Linked DNA regions of Mus musculus: regions 1, 2 and 3 are each linked to region 4. A link is a contact called in public Hi-C and HiChIP or PLAC-seq data. All regions are on one chromosome and are shown on one strand. Each heading gives the region's core, a stretch centred on a gene start, on an enhancer-like site or on the middle of the called end of the contact. The rest is flanking DNA. Distances are from core to core; before and after follow the strand shown.

What was found. Hi-C and Micro-C count contacts between places; a contact is called where the count stands out from the background. HiChIP or PLAC-seq counts read pairs in DNA pulled down with a chosen protein or histone mark.
Region 1: a contact with region 4 is called in a Hi-C map of the G1E-ER4 cell line, with 3 times the contacts expected there. The contact joins the enhancer-like site here to the promoter of Tmtc2 in region 4. A contact is called at or near these places in 8 of 39 promoter capture datasets (cancer-associated fibroblasts, embryonic stem cells, frontonasal cranial neural crest and 5 more), 10 of 484 Hi-C or Micro-C datasets (the G1E-ER4 cell line, Th1 cells, cerebral cortex and 4 more), 11 of 115 datasets of contacts at active chromatin or transcription factors (bone marrow-derived macrophages, craniofacial prominence, embryonic forebrain and 7 more) and 4 of 9 other capture datasets (adipose tissue, embryonic stem cells, liver and 1 more).
Region 2: a Hi-C map of liver shows a contact between it and region 4, with 2.3 times the contacts expected there. The contact joins the enhancer-like site here to the promoter of Tmtc2 in region 4. A contact is called at or near these places in 4 of 39 promoter capture datasets (hippocampal neurons, liver and second pharyngeal arch cranial neural crest), 4 of 484 Hi-C or Micro-C datasets (immediate neuronal precursor, liver and olfactory sensory neurons), 11 of 115 datasets of contacts at active chromatin or transcription factors (astrocytes, bone marrow-derived macrophages, cardiomyocytes and 8 more) and 2 of 9 other capture datasets (adipose tissue and pancreatic islet).
Region 3: a contact with region 4 is called in an H3K27ac HiChIP or PLAC-seq map of bone marrow-derived dendritic cells, with 4 times the contacts expected there. The contact joins the enhancer-like site here to the promoter of Tmtc2 in region 4. A contact is called at or near these places in 4 of 39 promoter capture datasets (cranial neural crest, hippocampal neurons and liver), 6 of 484 Hi-C or Micro-C datasets (adipose-derived mesenchymal stem cells, cerebral cortex, embryonic fibroblasts and 3 more), 15 of 115 datasets of contacts at active chromatin or transcription factors (Th17 cells, astrocytes, bone marrow-derived dendritic cells and 11 more) and 3 of 9 other capture datasets (adipose tissue, embryonic stem cells and pancreatic islet).

The regions. Positions count from the first base shown.
Region 1 is chr10:105,221,978-105,225,137 of GRCm38.p6, reverse strand. The region is part of intron 11 of Tmtc2 (transmembrane and tetratricopeptide repeat containing 2); the gene reads left to right. Among named protein-coding and RNA genes, the nearest start is that of Gm25422, 83 kb to the right of the region's middle. Within about 2 kb of position 1,892, at least 1 of the 459 cell types and tissues checked has an H3K27ac peak or open chromatin away from gene starts, as enhancers often do. A contact at or near this core is called in the G1E-ER4 cell line, where this site is marked.
Region 2 is chr10:105,311,719-105,314,890 of GRCm38.p6, reverse strand. The region is part of intron 7 of Tmtc2 (transmembrane and tetratricopeptide repeat containing 2); the gene reads left to right. Among named protein-coding and RNA genes, the nearest start is that of Gm46241, 140 kb to the left of the region's middle. Within about 2 kb of position 1,785, at least 1 of the 459 cell types and tissues checked has an H3K27ac peak or open chromatin away from gene starts, as enhancers often do. A contact at or near this core is called in liver, where this site is marked.
Region 3 is chr10:105,261,015-105,264,361 of GRCm38.p6, reverse strand. All of the region lies in intron 9 of Tmtc2 (transmembrane and tetratricopeptide repeat containing 2), which reads left to right. Among named protein-coding and RNA genes, the nearest start is that of Gm25422, 120 kb to the right of the region's middle. Within about 2 kb of position 1,606, at least 3 of the 459 cell types and tissues checked have an H3K27ac peak or open chromatin away from gene starts, as enhancers often do. A contact at or near this core is called in bone marrow-derived dendritic cells, where this site is marked.
Region 4 is chr10:105,572,754-105,576,126 of GRCm38.p6, reverse strand. It overlaps Tmtc2 (transmembrane and tetratricopeptide repeat containing 2), which reads left to right and starts at 1,648. Exons shown (of 12, transcript NM_177368.4): 1 at 1,648-2,460. The coding sequence starts at 2,378. Gm15663 (predicted gene 15663) reads right to left here and starts at 1,576. Exons shown (of 3, transcript NR_038032.1): 1 at 440-1,576.

The DNA.
Region 1 (3,160 bases), core at 643-3,142, 350 kb after region 4:
ACATTCTAGTGCAGCAATTTTATATACACATATTTTATATGTATATATGTGTATGTATACATATATACATATGTGTGTATATATATCTATGCTTTATCTATATGAAATTAGGATAGGAAAATGAGCCAACTCTTTTAATACTTATTAGTCAGCTTTATGAGAGAGAAAAAATCTAGAAATCATAGTTTATTTCCCTTTGTAAATGTCAATGAGTGACCTATTTTGAAATTTGTAGCCACAATAAGGGAACAATTCCAGGTAAGGAGGAAATGACAAACATGAGAGGTACCATAGGACATGGGCATGAGAAGGAAAGTTTACTAGGGACTGAAATCCAGCTGATAGCTCTGAATAGCAGTGTCCTCCTGAGAGCTGGAAGGAGAGATAATCCTATACTCTACAAGAGAAATAACTTGACTGTGAGCTCTCTGAGGCGTTTCACACCTGTGTCTGAGAGCCCTGGGGGCCTGAAACAGAAAGATCACTCACTAGACACTAACTTTGGCTTTTTGTGAGTTCAAAAGCCAACCTAGGTTATAATTTAAGATCAAAGAAGGAGGGAGGGAGAGAGGAAGGGAAGAAGGAAGGGGGAAAAGTTTGGAGGGAAGAAGGGACAGAAGAAAAGAAAAACAGGGGGAGGGAAGGAGGAAAGAAAGAAGGGATGGAAGGAGGAGGGAAGAAAGAACTATAGACATTAAAGTTGCTGGCTGGCGAATCATACTTGCCTTCTGTGAGAATGCACGTTATAAGCTAGCCTTAGCCCATTGTGTGGCTGGCCAGTTAGTACATCTGTTCAGTAGGATTTCGGGGGCCAGAGTGTTATTTGCATCTGCTATGTGGAGGGGGCTGATGGTAAGGTCTTGATTTAGTTAACGAAATCATAGTGAGTGAGTCGTGGAACTCACTGTGAAGACCAAGCTGACATCATATGTGAAAAAAAAAAATCCTTCCTCCTCTACTTCCAGGGAGCTATGATTACATGCCCACTCCCATGCCTGATTATATGTGGTGTCAGGGACTGCAATGGAAACCAGGACCTGCACTGAGCTGCGGCTCTATCATTTATTGAATTCCTTCCTGTTTCTTTCTGTTTCTTTTCCTTTTTCCTGTCTCTTCTTTTCTTTTTGAAACAGAGCCTAACCCAGGGTGTCCTTATATTGTGTATGGACCTAAGGAGCATCCAATTCTCCTGCATCCACCCCTAAATACTAGAATACAGCCTGCCAAGTTTCTAAGGTGCTGGGGATGTAACCTGGGGACTCCATACAGTTGTAATAGGGCCATTGAATCAGCAGTTACACTTTGAAAATGAGCTATGTTTTAATCCCCTGCCCAATTTACATATGCGAGGACTTTTCCTGTGAGTTGCTTTGGTGGGAGAACCTTGAAGAAAGATGTGGGGAGAAAAATCCCAGAATATGATGGCATTTTACTAACTGTGCCTTAGAGAAAACATCCTTATAAACTATGTTTGTTCTCGCTCCTCTCAATGGATCCTGTTTACCCAGCATTCTCTTTTATCTGTCCTAACCTTTATGTAATAGATTTTTATTTGCCCTGGAGAGACAGCAAAGATATTTTTATTTTGGTTTGTTTTATTTTTTTAATTTAAGTCGCAGTCCATTTCCATAGCTTTACAGATCATTTCATTTCTAAAGTTTCTCTTTGGAACTTCTTTTTTTTTTTTTTTTTTGTATTATTTCCTTTTTCCTTTTTTTTTTTTTAAATCAGATTCATAAAACTCTGTTGGAAATAATGGTGTCGTTCAACCATTTCAAGAGTAACGACTCTTATTTCTTGAAAATATTCCTTATATGTCTCTGAAAAATAAAGTTCCATGTAAAATAGGACAGGAATTGGCATCTAAAATCATTTTATTGATTAAGTTTAACATGTGTGTGTGTGTGATATGCGTTTTTGAGCTGAGAGGGCAGTTTTCAACAATCAGCTCTTACCTTCTCCCATGATAAGGAAGAACCGCCCTTCTTGTTTCCTCCTGCTAGCTGCCCCATAGACACCAGAGTTGACTTTTCTGTCTCCCAACCCCATCTTGCAGTAGGAGTCCTGGGGTTACAGATAAGAGCCATTACATCTGCCTATAGGATCATCAGGTGTGAGCGACAAGCACTGACACTTGGTGAACCATTTCATACCCCCTGCACGCTAGCATTTTCGCAGTTAACCATCTCTTTTGAGCTTTGTTTTGCAAAACTCCTATAAGACCTCTTACAAAAATCCTCAAAGATTTCTAGAAGTAATATGGAGAATTTACTACCCAATTAAAATTGACAAGAAAGTAGGCTTTGACATTGATTAAATAAACCCAAGATGCTACATCCACACTGGGACGCTTTGTTTTAACTTATCTATCATTTCCTCCTCACAATCAATTCTGATACATTTTCTACCACAGGCAAAATTGGCAAGAGTAAAGTCCTGCTATTCACTGTGGATTTTCAGATCTAACCCCTGTTAGTAACCTTGAGAGCAAATGTGAGGAATTGAAAAGGTACCTATAGCGTTATGTAACACAACCGCTCTCTATCTAGTGCACGTTAGAATCACCTGGGAAGGTCTGCAATATGCCAAGATCTAAATTGTAACCAAACGCTTGAGTTTATTTGTTCACACTCAGACGTCCCGAATTCAAGGTTTGGGAAGGCCCTGGGTGATTTTAATGGATGGTTAAGCTTGAGGACCATGGGTCTTTGCTTGACTCTGTGGCTACCACCCAGTTCTGATTTAACTACGTGCTATGTGACTTTGTGACTCTTATTTAAAAAGCCTCTTGTATCAGTCAATTGGCCATTAGTCGTACCTGAGTCAAAGTATCATTCTGAAAATCCAAAGAAATAAAGGATGGTACTTCTTTTTTTTTTCTTTTTGTATTATTTCCTTTTTTTTTTTAAGCAAAGTTATAGTTCTTGAAAGATAATATCCAGTAAGTGCTCCCTTTCAACTATATTGTCTCAAAGAGACAATCTCCAAGATGAGACTGGGGGTGGGACATGTCTCAGGAGCAGCAGGACAGGTGTCGATCCACCTTTTGCCTTGAAAGGAATGGCCCTTGGGTAAGTCAAGGGGTGCCTGCCTGCTGGGCTTGGAGTCTGGGACAAAGCAAAAACTGGGAAGAGGAAAAGTTAAAAGATCAAAGAGTTGG
Region 2 (3,172 bases), core at 536-3,035, 260 kb after region 4:
TATTCTCTGATTCCCTAAAAGTTACAATGTGTTGTTTCAAACAAACAAACAAACAAACAAACAAACAGACAAAAATAAAGACATTTTTTTCTGATGTGTCAATGAAGTAAATGGGAAAAAAGTATATCTCACAATCTTTTTCAAGGGTGATATCTTTTACCAGTGTGAAATGTATGTAGGTTGGGCTATATTTTATAAGTTGAATAGCTATTTTAACTATAAAATTCACTACATTTTCAAGATATGGCATGCTGAAATGTGCAGAGTTTGATGTAACTTTTCTAAATAGACATAATATGTAGAAGAAATTTTTTTTCCCGTGAAAGGTTACCATCTTGAAAAGTCAGGTCAAAGAAGTAAGAGGGTAGAGTTGCATGTACTTAGAAGAGGCAACTCCAAAGACAGAACTATGAGTTACCTCTCTTCACCTGTAAGTCTGTTAAAAGTACAGTAAGTCAAAGGGTGCCAAAAAGTGCTTTTAAAATTTAAAAGAAGCTTCAGAGATAGGTGTTTCATGGATGTTCCTGAACAAGTAATATTTATTTATGTCATAGAATATTTTATTTGTAATATAAACCACATTAATATTAATGACTACCATTTCGAAGAAACTTGGCATTTATCCTATTGTAATTGAGTGCTCAAGGATTAGATTCTACCACAACCTTCAAATCCTTTTTGTAATTAACATGGTGGCAACAACGGATTTTTGGGATAAAAGGCTGTACATTCTATTTGCAGATTCTATTTTCTTTATTCGTGTCAATGATCTTTATCCACATAGATGAAATTAGAACCTCAACTCAAAATCTTTGGGACAGTTAAATGAGGTTTTTTTTTTTTTGTACAAAACTAGTTTTTTCAACCTATTTTGAAAACCAGACATAAATTCACACAGAACAGAAATTATTAACATGTTTTATTTTAACATTATTATTATTATTATTTTACTATCATTGAGGCCCACGTATGTTGGAGTTTCCACAGCAGAGATGGAACATACTTCAGATGGATGGTCCTTCTGACTGTCTAGCATCCATCTGGTCAGTCACAATTTCTGTATGGCTGTCCTGGCTTCATCAAACTTAAGCATAAAGATAACTTCCTTTAGGTTTTTGGCTTTTCTTTCAGAAGCTCCCTAGTCACACACAGCTATTTCCACATGCGTGCTTGCTCATTTTCTTGAAACTATTTTAGCCCTGTTTCTTGGTTGATATTACATGCATTATTTCATCTTATGCTATTACACATTTTCCTCCTTTTTTTTTTTCCTGATCCTGTTTCATTTTAAAACACTGATTAACACCTCTTTGCATGTTGTTTTTTCTTTCTTTCTTCACTTTTCTTTTCTTGTCTTTTCTTTAGAGTATCTTAGTAGTAGATAATTCTGAAGGGGACTGTATTCTTAAGAGAAGGATTTTTCACCTCACTCAACATATATAAGACACACACATGCATACATACATGAACACTCACACACACACACACACACACACACACACACACACTTACTGCCTAATTTTTGAAGGTTCTGAGCATTGACTATGATCGTTCCCAGTCCAATAGGATTGATTATTTTTTGTGTAAGATTTGTTTCCTTGAAAATAGAAAGGAAATTGATTAACCTAAGGAACTTCGGGAGCTCTGGCTGTAAGGAGAGAAATATCGACACAGGCTCTTGGCTTCTTTCCAACATCAATTGCGACAGCACATCACATGTTTCCTGTATTTAACCTCACACTACAAATTAGAACCTTCTAAAGGTTTTTCTGAAGTTCAACCCATGTCTCAATGATTAGGTAAACCTAATGTAACACATACCCAGTCCTACCCTCAATCTTCCACGCACCTGTCTATATTTTCTTTGATGAAAAGTTATATTTCAGGGTTTAAGAATTCTCTTAAATTTAATACTGTTAGGTCAATGTCTAACCCATTCCTACAACCTCTGAGTCTAAAACCTGGAAATGTTTGATTTTGCTTAAAAGTCTTCTATTACAGTCCCCACTATTAAATGTGTGGTCAGGGAGTAGGGACTCTCCCTTGGAGTCATGTGAATTTTTGTTTGGGTCTTGTTTCAATAACCATTGAGTATTTCCAATCAAGGGTATCTGGGGAAACTAGACTGAGATTTTTTGTTTGCTTAGTTTTGATTTTGCTGTTTTGTTTTGTTTAGTAAGAAAAAGGTTCAGATGGAAATAGTCACAAAAAACACCAGCAAGGAAGAGTTTGTGGCATAATTACATTGAAAAAAGTAACCAGACCTTTTAGGCTATGTAAGCACACATGGTACACAGAGATGCATCTAGGTAGAAAACCAACACACATAAAATAAAATGGAAAATAAATTGCTGAAAATCAAAATCACAAGGTAAACTCATTAAGTAATTCGTAAAAGTTTTAAAACTTAAAAAAAAAAGTTTTATTCATTTTATGGATATAAGTACACAGTAGCTGTCTTCAGACACCAGAAGAGGACATCGGATCCCACAACCATGGTGGTTATAAGACACCATGTGGTTGCTGGGAATTGAACTCAGGACCTCTGGAAGAGCAGTCAGAGCTCTTAACCGCTGTGCCATCTCTCCAGCCCCAAGTGATTCATATTAATGTTACATAATTCTATTTTATCACGGATTCTTTAAAAACAAAATTTCTTGGCATTTCTCCTGCTCTGACATACTTAGCAAAAAAAAAAAATCTAAATTGATACATAATATGTTCAGCTGAGTCTTATGGAGTAGGAGATAGAATGGAGCAAGCCGGAGACCCACATGGTCAACTTCCCTGGGACCATAGGAGCTCACAGGGCCTAAGCCACCATCCAGGGAGCATACAAGAGCTGGACTAGACCCCTACACATTTGCAGCAAATGTGCAGCTTGGTCTTCATGTGGGTCCCCTAACAAGTGGAATGAGGATTGTCTAGATCTTTGTTCTCTGCATTGGATTCCCTTCCCCTAACTGGACTTTCTGGTTGGGCCTCAGTGGGAGAGGATATGCCTAGTCCTGCTGGGATGAGATGCCCCAGGGTGGCATGTACCCAAGGGGTGCTCTACTTCTCTGAGAAGGGGAAGGGGAGTGGTAATGGTATAAAGGATTTGTATGAGTGTGGTTGGGAATAGAAGAGGGAAGGGACTGTGATTGGGATGTAAAGTGAATAGAAAAATATA
Region 3 (3,347 bases), core at 357-2,856, 310 kb after region 4:
GATGGCACAGAAAGTGTGGGGACCCAGAGTAGATCCAAAGAAATCACATTTAAAATAAGATTTAATTAACAAATAAATAAGCACAATCATGGACTTGCATACTATAAGGAAAAGTTTTTTATATTAAGCATTTAACATAATTATCATCATAAGTGAATTTTGCAAAGAGCCACCAACATGTATTTTGATGTTTAATCATGGCCTAGGGAGGTAGAGACAAGCAGACTCCTGGGAGTTGATGGACCAGGCACACAGTCTAGCTTGCTTGGTGAGCCCTGGGCCAGTGAGAATACCTGTTTGCAACTGAAACAAAACACATTTGCATCACCCTTGAGGAAAGATAGTTTTTAGCCCCTCGTTTGTGCACATACATACACACATATGACACACAGGCATGTGCACAGACACATACACATTCAAAACATAACCATTTCTTAATAAACAAAAATAAGTAGAGAAAGGCACTTTAAATGCTATTTCATTCAATAATAATTTTCATGATGAATTAAACAAATCCTTTGATTTGTATATATTGTATAGTAACTCATCAAAGTACAGTTGTTACACAAATATTTCAGAGTACTTTGTCTTGGGAAAGTCTTGTGTAGCATCTGATTTAATCCCTCAAAAGCCAGACACGCCCTGGAGCTGGTTCTGTCCACTTAACATAAAAGTCACAAAGCCATTCTGGAAATTTCCCCCAATTCCATTACCATCTCATACCAGTGACACATCACAGTGCTACCTGTGCCAGCTGAAGAGCCATCTCCTCCAACATCAATTTGGAAAACTCTCATAAGACCAAACTAAGAGGATAACATTTAAAGATGACATCAGTTCCAACCCACCAAATCTAACTCTGGTTCTTTTTAAATGGGCTTGGGGATTTTTATAGTGGGTACCTAAATTACAAGGTGTCTGGTGGTCATGCAGACAGAGAAGAGTGAGATTATAATTAAAGAGAAAACCATGGGGTTCTTATTACTGTGTAATCAAGAACACCAGGGGAGATCCCATATCTGCAGTCATCATGGAAGGGGGAGAACCTGAGCTGTATGGAGAGGGAGAGTGACAAAAGACATCAAGAAGAAAGCAGACAGGCTCTAGGCAAGTGTCCTACATAGATTCATTTGTAACATCTCTTTCAATTTTTCTAAAATAGGTATGTTATATTCCTGAAGGAATATGCAATGAAGTACAAACATATAACCATCTTTCTCTGTTTTTCTGGTATTATATAGAGAGGACATCAGAAAAGTTACAGCAACCCAACAGATATTATGTATTTAATAGAAATGAATTGTAAGCTAGAGTATTAAAGTAAGGATTACAGAAAGGCTTTTAACTGAGTTCTCTTTTGAATATTGTTTGTGATGAGATCATCCGATGTCTATTTAGTTATCATTGTGTGTATTTTTTTATTTATCAACTATGTTGATTGTATACATACTCACGATACATTACTTTCTGAGTGTATTGGTTTGTTTGTTATCAGATTGTCAGTAGATAGTCATTTGAGAAAAGAAATGTCACTGAAGAGAACACCCCTATTAGAGTCATCATGAGGCAGGCTTGTGGGGGATTTTCCTGATTGGTGATTGATGTGGAGGTGGCAGGGAAATCTGGGGAATTTCCAAATGGTTTAGTGACTTCATTTTCTATCTGTAAAGTGGACAGAACTGGCTCCATGATGTATCTGTCTTTTGAGTGACTAAGAGAACCTACATGGGAATATCTCAGACAAACTCCACCAAAAAATATTTACGTAATTACTGTATCATTTACTGTGGATGATACCATCCCTGGAATAATGGTCCTGGGATGTGTAGGAAAGCAAGCTGAGCAAAACATAGAAAAATGAGCCATTCAGTAGCTTTTCTCCATGGTCTAGGCTTCAGTTCCTGCCTCCAAGTTCTAGCTTTGTTTCAGTTAACTTGCCCCGATAGAGTGTGACTCGGGATATATAAGCTAAAGAAACCCTGTCCTGCACAGGTTGCTTCTAGTCATGGTGTTTTGCCACAACCATGGAAGAGCAAACTAGAACACTGACAAACTCATATATAGCATCTCACAGAATCTGATAATACAGTAAGATGATCCCTTTTTGAAAAAGGATGACCCATAACCAGAGAATCTTGACTATAGCCATCTGCGTCCCAGCCCTATCAACAGCAGCACATGCAGGGTCAGTCAACATTACCCAGAACATGAATGAATGAGGAAATCTAGTCTGGACTTGTCAGTTTTGTGTTTCCTTTTTATCATCTTTATTTCTATTTCCCCCTTATTAGGGTAACCCTTTGTGATTTTGTGTAACGTGAAGACTTTATCAGGTCAAGCTTTGCTAAGAGGTAGAGTTAAACGTTATGTATGGGCATCCCTTTGAATCTTCCTTTGTATTGGGATTAAAGAAACTAGAAAAGCAAGATCAGCTTTGGATTAGCAAGCAAGAAGAGTAGTAGATTTGGGACAGTGATTGGACAGCAGTCTAAGAGTGACTTTCATGAGCATGGTCCAGCCTATCCTGGATTCTGTTCTAGACTCTTTGGTTTGGTTTGGTTTGGTTTGGTTTGGTTTGGTTTGGTTTGGTTTGGTTTGGTTTGGTGTAGTTGGCTGGATGATCAGTTGGATGGTTGGTTGGTTTTGGTGGTTGTTGTTTTGTTTGGTTTGGGTTTTGGTTTTTTGAGACAGGGTTTTCCTGTATAGCCCTGTCAGGCCTGGAACTCACTCTGTAGACCAGGCTGGCCTCCATTTCAGAGATCCCAAGTGTGCCTGCCTCCCATGTACTGGAATTAAAGAGGTGCACCACCAAGACCTGACTCGCTTCTAGTTTTTAACTGAAGATGACTGCTACTAGCTCATTAAAAAGATTCACTTATTTTATGATAATTTGAGTAGTATGTGACCTGTTCAACAAGTCATAAACACACAACTGTAATTTCCTGGTAATGGTCTGGTCACTTTTAGTGACTGTAGCAGGTGCCTTTGGATCCCTTTGTCCTCCTCAATTCTTATCTTCCAAACTTCCTGGCATAATGCATACAATATTATATAGCAAAGTGAGGCTACTCTCCTCTGGTATTCATTGCTTAAACTAGGCCCCTTGCCTAGTAATGCCTTTTCTCCATCTTCTGAGGATAACGCATATCAGGTTATCAAAAGAGTTCCTCGTGAACCTATGCTTTTTGTTCCCGTGTCTTTTTTTTTTTTTAATGTCCTACTCAATCCCTATTGAATCCATTTAAACATATTATAGGAATCTCTCCCTTTAGTCTCGCTTGCCATTGGTCATTCTTCTCAACTCTTTTCATCTCCTTGTGCCACTCAAATCCCCACTTGTGACCAGA
Region 4 (3,373 bases), core at 399-2,898:
TTAAGAAGTAAAAGGATGACGTTGGAAATCATAACAGCTAACTTATTGCACTTACCAGTCCCCCTCTGGATGCTTTATTTACATGGAAACTCACCCAACCAAAGTAGTATTTATAAGTGAGGGGTGAAGGAGGTGATTGGCCCCAACTTACTCAAATAATTAATAGCTGAGTTGATACTCAAATCTAGGTATCTGACTTAAGTATTTATTCTTCCCCCAGTGCCCCAGGATCCAATATCAATACATAAGCTCAGAAGAAGGTCAGAGAGGATCCGAATGGAGCAACTGGTATGATTTTTAAAAAAACTTTAAAAAATACATTATACCGGGGAGCACTGAAGAACAAGAATCACCATCTTCAATATATTATTTGAGAACTTCCTACGTGCTCATAATATTTTGATCAAATCACAATTTGCCTGTTGGAGGTTGAACACACATTTGTCAGTTTCCAAACGATTTCTTTGTGAAGTCAGACATCCTTATTCTGCAGGCGTTCAAACTTTTCAGATCGCTGCCACATACCCAGGGAGTCCACTTTCCTTATTATCTTTGAAGAGCTTGCTGGTTAGGTGCAAAAGGGGAAGTTGGAAGTCAGCCCTGCAAGGACGTGTTTTCTGTGCCCTGTAGCTTCCCCACAGCAGGGGGCGCTGCAGTCGTGTTCATCATAGTCCAAGGGAGCGACCAGGGCAGTCAGAAAGGGAACCAGGCAGGAAGGGGGTGTGGCAGACAGCTCTCGGATCTCTTTGGTCATGCAACTTTAGTACCCAGCGCTCCTTCTGCCCAGACCATTCTTCTGCACCGTATTTCATCATGTTGGATGCCTTCCATCCAGTCTTGCATCCGGGCGGAAAGGAAAGGGCATTAGCTTTCCGCTCTGCTGGGTTTAAGGATGCCGTTGTAGAGGGTTGCATTAGCGTGGTCTCTTCTATAGTCTCAGAGTCAGCTTGACAGTCCTGAACCACTAAAGACACCCATCCCCACGCAATTTCTGAGGAACGCGTGGGTGTTTCTTACCTTCTTGCCTCTCCTCTTTCATTTCCTGGATCCCTTTTCATGATCTTACTGCGGGGCACGCGTCTTTCCACTAATATTAATGTCGACCGTCACGGCGTGGCCTCGGAAAACTCTCTCCTAAACGCTGCTTCCCTGGCTCTTCAACAGGCCCTTCCATCCCAATTCAGCTCACGCATCGCGCGCGCGCGGGGCAATAGATCCTTAGTGTCAACCGAGGTTGCCAGCGCTCTGCAAACCTGTTCTACCTCTCCGCGTCCCGAGAAGTCTCTCCAGCTGACCAGTCTTTTGCCTGACAGCTCTTGGCACTAGACGTTTGGCTTGCGATCTAGAGCGTGCAAAGCGCCTCCCCGCAGCACTGGGCAAACCATTGACTCCTCCTGTCGCCTCTCTCCTCCATCTCCCAGAGCCCAGGGCACACTCTAGCTATCGTTTTGGGCAATCTTCCAAAAGTCATCTTTGTCCTGGGCTTTGGGGGAGGCTTTCCAGAGTCAAAAAGAAGGTGAAGGAAGATGAAGAAGAGAGTGGGGCCAGAGTACCAGGCTGGAGCAGCTAGAAGAGTGGGCGGAGCCTCCAGCCAGTGGGGGTAGACAGGGAGGAGTCTGCGGGGAGGATCTGGGTGGAGAAAGGGGCCGGGCTAGCTTAGGGTGGTGGGCTGGCCACGCAGGCGCGTGGGGCCGCGACGAGAACCCCACGCGGGAGCTTTTGGAGTCCCCAGTCGCCGCTTCTCACTTCACTGGAGAGGGGTCCGGGAGGGAACCAATAAAGAGTGAATGTGCCGCAGCCGCGGTGGCGGCCGAGTTGCTGCGAACGGCCCCGGAGTCGTGCGCCCGGGAGGCGGCGAAGGGAGGCGGTTCGCCTCGTCCCTCCCACCCGCCCCTTTCTCTCTCGGTCTCTCTCTCTGTCTCTCCTTTCCTCCCGCTGGTCCCAGATCCTCGCTCTGTCCAGCCCTTTGGTCCCCCCTCTTGCACTCTTCTATCTCCGCAGTCCTTTACCTTAGGGCGTCCCAAAGTGCCATGGGTTAGGGTGGGGACCGCGAGCCGCGGGAAAAGGACAAGCCCCGATTCTCCGCCGGGGGGCGTGAAGCCGATCGCCGCTTGCCTCTCGCGGTTGTCGGGTATGGGGAGAGCGGTGTGAGCCCGCAACCCCCGGAGCACGCAGGAACAGCGGAGCCCGGCGCCCCGAGGAGGAGCCCGGGATCGGAAGAAGGAGAGGAGGGAGGACGAGGAGGCGGGCGGGGAAGCCGGGGAAAAGTGCAGCCAAGGAGGAGAAGGCGGCGGAAGGTGGGGATTGATGCTTCTGTTTTTTGTTGCCGCTGCTGCGCTCGCGCTGGGAGCCAAGCCGGAGGGAAGGCGGTGGAGAGATGATTGCAGAGTTGGTGAGCAGCGCTCTGGGGCTCGCCTTGTATCTCAACACCCTGAGTGCTGATTTCTGCTACGATGACAGGTAAGTGGGTGAGAGAAAGGGGCAATGGCTGCGGTGCGACGGGGGTGGGGTGGGGGCTCCTCGGTGGCTCTGGTACTGCTTGCTGTCAGGCTGAAGCGCGTCTTGGGGGCGGGGTTGGGGGGACAGGTATCTGCACCTGAAGGTTTAGGCGACACGGAAACCGTAACACCTAAAGCAAACAGCCGGGACGGACGCAGGCGCGCTGGGCGGGCCGAACGAGTTTCCGCTCCTACTTTGCAGCAGGTTCTTGCTTGCTTCTTGCTGGTTGGCAGGCGCTTAAGTTTCTTTGCGGAAATCCAGGCAATTTGGAAGACTGTTTAATGAACCCACGTTAAACAAACAACCAGCCAAAGTAAAAATTCCAATAACAATCCTTGGTATACCTTGGTGCAAAAAAAAAAAAAAAAAAAAAAAAAAAAAAAAGAAAGAAAGAAAGAAAGAAAGAAAGAAAAAGCATATTAAGCGATTTTACGTGTGGGCTGGAAGGAAGCACCTCTGCACCCCTAGAAGATCCTCCCCGTGTGGTTTCCTTTTATTGATAGGACACTGATTTCTCGAAGTTAAACGCACATATGACAGTTGCCAAATAGAGGAAAGAGCGCGCGTACTCTGAGTCAACTTTCTCTTTGACGTGTATGATAGTAAACTTTGAGCTGTATCTCGCTGCTGGTTGTATCTCTCGCTCCCCCAACCTTGCTCACGCATCATGGGGAATTCCTTTATAAAAACGTGGGCTTTCAGTTCTGTTTGGGCGTTTTGCATGAGACATTAGTGATTCGCTGGTGCTAATTGCAGAAGAAGACGCCCTGGAGACAGAAGTTGTCTTCTGTATTTGGGTTAGTTTGGGTGGCTAATGAGACCCGGATTGTGTTGTCAAAGAAACTGCATTGATGCTTGGAAAAATATCACCCTT